2 separate regions of the Columba livia genome follow, and region 2 is linked to region 1. The links are chromatin contacts, called in public Hi-C maps. All regions are on one chromosome and are shown on one strand. Each heading gives the region's core, a stretch centred on a gene start, on an enhancer-like site or on the middle of the called end of the contact. The rest is flanking DNA. Distances are from core to core; before and after follow the strand shown. Region 1 has its middle 9.1 kb from the start of FABP7. Region 2 has its middle 25 kb from the start of SMPDL3A.

The links. A called contact is a pair of places that touch in the nucleus more often than the background predicts.
Region 2: a Hi-C map of liver shows a contact between it and region 1, with 6 times the contacts expected there. The contact joins two enhancer-like sites. A contact is called at or near these places in 2 of 2 Hi-C or Micro-C datasets (crop and liver).

Annotation. Positions count from the first base shown.
Region 1 is chr3:54,217,370-54,220,819 of bColLiv1.pat.W.v2, reverse strand. No RefSeq gene overlaps it. Among named protein-coding and RNA genes, the nearest start is that of FABP7, 9.1 kb to the left of the region's middle. Within about 2 kb of position 1,404, at least 1 of the 3 cell types and tissues checked has an H3K27ac peak away from gene starts, as active enhancers do.
Region 2 is chr3:54,257,748-54,261,153 of bColLiv1.pat.W.v2, reverse strand. No RefSeq gene overlaps it. Among named protein-coding and RNA genes, the nearest start is that of SMPDL3A, 25 kb to the right of the region's middle. Within about 2 kb of position 1,408, at least 1 of the 3 cell types and tissues checked has an H3K27ac peak away from gene starts, as active enhancers do.

The DNA.
Region 1 (3,450 bases), core at 155-2,654:
TCTGATATTGCAACACCATCTCTACTTGCATAATCACATGCTTTTTTTTTTCTAGAGAAGCAGTTCTCCCAGTGCTCAAGACAAAGATTATTCAAGAACTGCCTCAAGGCTCTTTAACGAGTCTGTTGGATATGTAAGATCTCTACCCAGTACTTGCTGGGAGGAATAGCAATGAGTTGTCCTTCAATCATCTCAATCATCTCAGTTTACTGAATATAGAGGCAATTAAAGATATCTACTTCTTATATTGGGTGTTTAAAGCACTAACAGTTGATGTTTGGCATATGGAAGTATAAGTGAGTGAAATAAGGGTTGAGCCCTGAAAAAAGTGAGTAGATAGATGTGAACTTTGTATGGAGTTAGATGACAAGTTCACAGTGATGAAGGAATGGAAGTGATGGAATTGTCAAGCAGTGAAGTAGAAGACGGGTACAAAACTGGTGGGAGAAACAAGCATGTTCAAAACCTGTAGCTCTCCCATAATGTGTCTATGGTAGTTTTCCTGTTTTTTCACTTAAAGGGCACTTTTCCTCCTCAGTGCACAGGACACCACTGCCCAGCCCCTGCTGTCTGCTGGATGCCAGAGGCGGCCCGAGCGGCTGCGGGGAGAGCCGGTCGCTCTGCTGTGGCTGCTGGGCCACAGGGGTGCTGCTGGGGAATGGGCGGCCTGCAGGAGCAGCAGCTAAACTGGGGAGCAAGAAGTCGTGTTTTCTGTGAATAGCCTGCTTATTTAGCTGAGCGGGTGCTGGTATGACCTGTGTGGAAGCCGCCCCTGAGGGGGATCCACCTGCCCCCCGTCTGCTCGTGCAGCCCAGAAGGGGATGGTGGGGGAAAAGGGCAGCACATTTGCACCCATCTCCCCCAGGCTTTTGGAGCTGCCGGGAGTCATGGTGAAACGAAGAAACAACAGCAGAGTCAATTATATTGTTAAGCGTCATTCTTTATTTTATCAGTGTTGGGGAACACTGGGGATCATCCTCCATAAGGGCTCCAAAGACTGGATGCTCTTGCGTTGCTTATGTTCACATAATTATTACATGTGCCTTACAGTTTTTGAAATTTTTGACATACAGTGCCTCTATAGTAAGAAATAATTGATGATTTTAGTTATAATTGTTTAGTTTCTTACTTACAATACATCTATTAATTATTAGTTAAATATAAACTAAGCATTTTGGTTCTAAATAATGTATCATTTAATCTTCTGTCTCCCTCTTGTCATCTAAAACTAGAAAAATATCCCCTCGTTTTGCAGGTGGTCGGAAAGCATTTATCATGTCAACTGGTTAATGATGGGTACGTCTTTTGTAACTTAATCACAGTTAATTCAGCAGCTTGTCTTGAGCCCACGAGCCATTCGGACGATGAGTCGCCGGGGCAGCTCAAGGGGCAGCGTCTGGGCGGGACACCTTGGACGCAGCGGGGCGGGTGTTCAGCGACGGGCTCCCCGGGAGCCCCGTCCTTCTTCCCACCGGCGTCGGGCGTTGCTGCGGCTTCCCTTCTTTTTCCCGTTACGGCTGACAGCGAAGGAGGTCCAACCTTGCCGCTTCCGAGGCGCTGCGGGCCGAGAGGCGGAGGGTGGCGATCCTGCGAGGAAGGCGCAGGCTCGGGCGCCATCTTGTGTCCGCCGTGGGGGGCGGCTTGACTCCCTGTCGGCCTCGACGGCTGCGGAGCCCTCGGGCGAAAGCTGCTCTTGTCCCCGTAGAAAAAAAGGAGCATTATTAGAATTAGAATTTTGGAATACTGCTAGAGATTAGTAGCAGTTTACATGCTCCTTTTTTGTTTGCCCTGCTGATTTACAAATATGCCCAAGGGATCTGGAAAAAAATGAAATATGTAGGAAGGTTAAACCATTCCTTCTCAGATTGGCTTTTCTGTACATTTTATGGTAAGTACTGGATTTATAGCATGCGTCGGTGCCCAGCAGATTCCCAGCAATAAAGCACTAGTAAGGATTGACTAAATCTTCACATCAGGTCCCTTTATATTGCAGGTATTTGCTGAATATATGTTTAATCCAGAAAAGCTGACAGCACCCAAGCTTTGTATCTCCAGCCAGAAAACCATTTTCCATCAGATCTAAGTTGTGGTGGTCTGGCGTTAGGACGTGGCACAGGACAGAGCTCTGGGCCCTCTTGCAATACGGACTGGCCCCCACCAGGCTGAACAGGGAAATGAACCAAAGTCATAATATAGCAGCTCTGAGCATTTATTTCTGATTAATATCCAAAGCAGAACAGCTTAATAGAAGGTGAAACTAAGCTCTTCTTTAAAAAAGAAACATCAAAATCAGTCATCTATGGCAGTATTGACACCCTAACCCAAATCGCAGACCCGGTATCTACAGCTGCGTAGGTTGCAAGCCAAACTTAGACACCTGTTTTATGACAGAATTTACAGGCTGAAAAGGCTTTTGGTGAGTTCACCCCTCAGTCCAAAGCCCGACATCCTTCCTTTGTCCGTGCAGTGTGGGTGAGCTTCCACCGAGAGGACTGGGTCCCATAACCAAGGCGACGTGCTGGCGTGCTGGGCTACCTGCCCGAGGGTTGAGCAACACAGAGCAGCAGTAAGGAGCACCGCATGTCTCCGAACAGCAGCCCTGTGGGGTGGCTTCAGCTGGCAGTGCTTTCCCAAGCTGAGATAAGCCATTGAAGTAGTGTTCGCAGTGACACGAGATGTCTCCTGTTTGCAATCACACAACATTCTGAACACACGCAGACACCAAGGTACTGCACCCTTAGCAATACCCTTGGAGTGAACGTCTCATATTAGCTGCAGACTGTCGACTTCTCACCAGTCCAGCTCACACTCTCTTTGCATTTTCTCTCTGAAGCAGCTGCCTCCCAGCTGGTTTTGAGGTCTCTTAAACTGTGTCCATCCACTTATGTGCACAAACTACCTGGCAGGCTGAGAATCCCACTAGATGGCAGAACAGTTTAAGCCCTTCCCCAAACCACTTCAGAGCAAGTGCCCTGGAACTCCAGTGCGCTCAGCCCCACTGGCCTGTGCTGTGTGGACCATGGGGAACCAATACATACCGCAGTGGGTCTGGGGCTCATGTTCGCATTGCTCAGCAAACACAGCCTGTGCCAAAACAGTGGAGAAATCCATGCAGAAATCTCTGTTCAATTCATTTTCATGGGCTTTATCACACGCGGAGCACCAGCAGACAGAATCATAGAATGGCCTGAGTTGAAGGCACCCACAAGGATCATTGAATCCAGCTCCTGTCCCTGCATATGACAGCTCCACAGTTCATACCATGTGTCTGAGGGTGTTGTCTGTCCAGTCTCTCCTTGAATACTGTCAGGATTGGGCTGTGACTGCTTCCCTGGGGAGAAGAGAGGGATATGAACTAGGCCTAAGTAATTTGATAATTCTTGCAGCATTCCTCTTTGTATACATGGTACATAAAGAATATTTGGAATACTGGTGGTAAAGTATACTTCA
Region 2 (3,406 bases), core at 159-2,658, 40 kb before region 1:
AAACTATCTCAATACTCAAATAAATGCTTACATTGTCACTGTCACTAGCACAACTGCATTGCAGCCAAAAGAGATGCCCTAGGGTAGATGGGGCTTCTCCTAGCCACCCAGATGACATCCTCCTTATTGACATTTTAGAAGGAATATCACGTGCCGCAGAAATGGAGCAAGGGAACAAAGTGAGGCATGGAGGAGCACATCTGCCTGGAGAGTCCTAGAAGACCTCAGACTGTGCAAAGGTGTGATGTGGCACAGTCCAGCAGCACAAGCCTTCCAAGTGCTCACTGCCCCACAACCAAGCTCTGCTCTGGTTTTCAGAGGACTACAAGGTTGCTGCGTGCCTTCACAGTACAGACAGGCAAGCCTCCTAATCCCTCACAAAACTTGTTTCTCTCCATGATCACAGTTTCCCATGACAACAGTGTTTCTCCATAGGAACACTATGCCTGGCTGCCAAGAGATGGATGTTTGTGACCGCAGAAATTTCACAGGAGCTGGACTTGCCCCCAGCAGATGGGAATGGTCCAGGTGCTCATGGTGTGCAAAGTATATATGAAGCCTTCCCTTTCCCCAGTCCATTTTTCCACTTCTGAAAGAAGCAACAACCAAGACTCATTGCAAAGAGGAAAATTAAACTTCTTTTGAATTTCAAAACAGAACAAACAAGCTATCACTTTCTCTTGAGATAACATCAGCAGCTTGCAAAAACAAGGACAAGCTGTGCGTATGTACCCATCTTGAATTGGTGGGTGGAACAGAAAACTGGAACCACAAATGGACACTCTGTGTTACAATAATGTTTTTGAAAGAGAACTGGCTGCTGTGCTACTATATTGACACAGGGTCCCCAAATCAATTGTAGGGACATCACCCTGAGAAACAGGAATGAGGGATGCACTCTGACTCCTTGGTTTTCCCAGAAGCTGTCACAGGTCCTGCGGAGGAGCGGCTCCCTGGCACGGTGGGGGACTGTGGGGTGATTCCTCACCACGCCACGCTCATCCCACTCATCCCAATTACACACCCCGCTTTTGTGCCTCCCAGCTTGTGGAGGGTCAGAGAGCCCTGTGAGTTTCGTGGTTTTGTTCCCTTCATTACCATGCAGACAATATTCAGCTGTTCTCAAGGAAGGTCTGGGATCCCTGCTCTTTTCCCAGGCTTTCTTCTTGCTCATGAAAAGAGGAAAAACAACAAGGAGCCTGTTTGGCTCTGTCTGGCCGAGCTGTGGGCTGAGGGTGATGTAACGCCGAGCCCGGCGGTGACTGGCTGCAGCCAAACTGGTCATGCTCTGTCCAGGCATGGCGCGGCCCTCGCTGCCGCCCGCCTCACACCTCGGCCCCGCCACCGCACAAAGGCTCTGAGCGGGAGCATTCAAGGGCGAACAAAGAGCCAGCCAAGCGTGAAGCTTGAGGGGATCTCCCCCTCGGCACCGAGATGGCTCCCAGCCCTCACCCCAGTGCCTGCCCAGAGCTCTCGTGCTTCCCGTCTCATCCGGGGGGCACCCGCCTGGACCCACAGAGATGATGATGATGATGGTGACTATTATCTGGTGGAACATGGGTTTGTGAAATTGGAACTGGCGAGAGAAATAAGCAGAGAAGGAAGAAAACAAAATTGGTTTTGTTTCAGAGGATAGAGGAACAGGTCTCAACTAATGTAAATCAGCACAGTCTCGTTGCCTTCAGTGGCAGATATATTAAAATAAATATCAGCATGAAAGTTGGTCCATGATGTCAGATAACTGAAGGGAGTTTAACGTTACAACTGTTCCACAGTTCCTCGTTGGAAGTTCCTCGTTAGCAAGCTAAATGCCTACTATTTAAAGAGAAACATTTATTCAGTGGGTTTTGTCATCTTTTGACATTTCATTTTGCCTAAAAATACTATTTTCAAATTAAAAAAAAAAAAAATCCTTAGTCAAAATTTGGTGACTGCTTATGATTGACTTTTCAGTTTTAATTTTGAAAATGAGTTACATTCTTATAACTATTAGATTGCCACAGAAAGACAATAGTTCTCACGCTTGTTGTGTGATCTCACCAGACACCTGATATAGAAAGGTCTTATTAAATATTTGAGGTTCCTTCACAGTAGAGGGTAGTAAACACAGGATTTGTGTTTGTTAACTAGCTTTACATTTTCAGTGTTCATTCTGCCTTCACTTAGCCCATCAAAGACTGACTCCTGGGGTGACACATCCGAACACTTTGTTGCTCACAACAGTTGCAGCCTCTTGACAGATTCAGGGGAATGAAAAGCGACGGAAATTTGCAGCTCATTTTCAGAGGGGCAAGATTCTGAAAGCATATAACCAGATTTTTCCAAGAAAATACTAGACTTTAAGTGAAAGGAGAGAAGGAGTGGAAAGGATTAAGCACTCCATGTTATCTGAAACATCTCTCACCTTAAAACTTGATTGACTTCCAAAGTACTAGTCAATTTACCTTTCAGATGCAACTTCCCAAAACATGGTGTCAATTAAACTTGCATAATAGGTGTCTGTCAGCATGCAGTTTTATCCTTTTAAATGCCTTCCAGAGTCTGGAGTTTGAAACGTGCTGTATTTAAATTCAATCTAATTAAAGGTTGGAAATTAATTCATTAATTGTTAATTATAATGGAAATAAGTGCCCAGATACTTGATCTGCATGCCTTTATACTCATTAAAACATAGAGTGAAAGTACAAATAAACAGTAAAGCCCTACTAAGTAAAGCCATGCTTATCACCCAGCAACACAGATACTCATTTAAGAAAACCTTCCCCTCAAGTTTTTCATCAGCCTTTTTAAGTGCTTCCAAATACATTTGTAATCTTATTCCTATTTCAGGCCATTTCCCAAGAGTACGCAGCTGCTGTCTGTTTCTGCAGCTCAGAGGCACAAAGTGCATGCACATGAAGTGTAATGAACATTTTCCTTCAAGAGAACAGAAGTTGCTTTCTGGGTTGTTCAGCCTAGCTGGAGAATTCCATAAGCCTGCCACTGTATGCTTTTACACAAAATGGAGCTGGGAAAATAAATATTTAGGGTTGATTTTTTATTGAAAGGAAACAAAAAAACCCCAAAACACCTAGAAAATTGGTAAGTCTTCCCCCAAACAGTTTTCTTTGCTAGTGAATTTATCTTCATCATTAGACTGTTTTATTTTCCTTAAATAACAAGCTGTGATTCTTTAATAACAAGCTGTGATTCTGTGAATTATTAAAGAATCTCAGCAAAGCAGTGGATGTGGTCTACCTTGACTAGAGCAAAGCATTTGACACAGTCCCCCACAGCATCCTTGCTGCTAAACTGAGGAAGTGTGGTCTGGATGATCGGGTAGTGAGGTGGACTGTGAACTGGCTGAAGGAAAGAAGCCAGAGAGTCATGGTCAATGCGGCAGAGTCCAGTTGGAGTCCTGTATCTA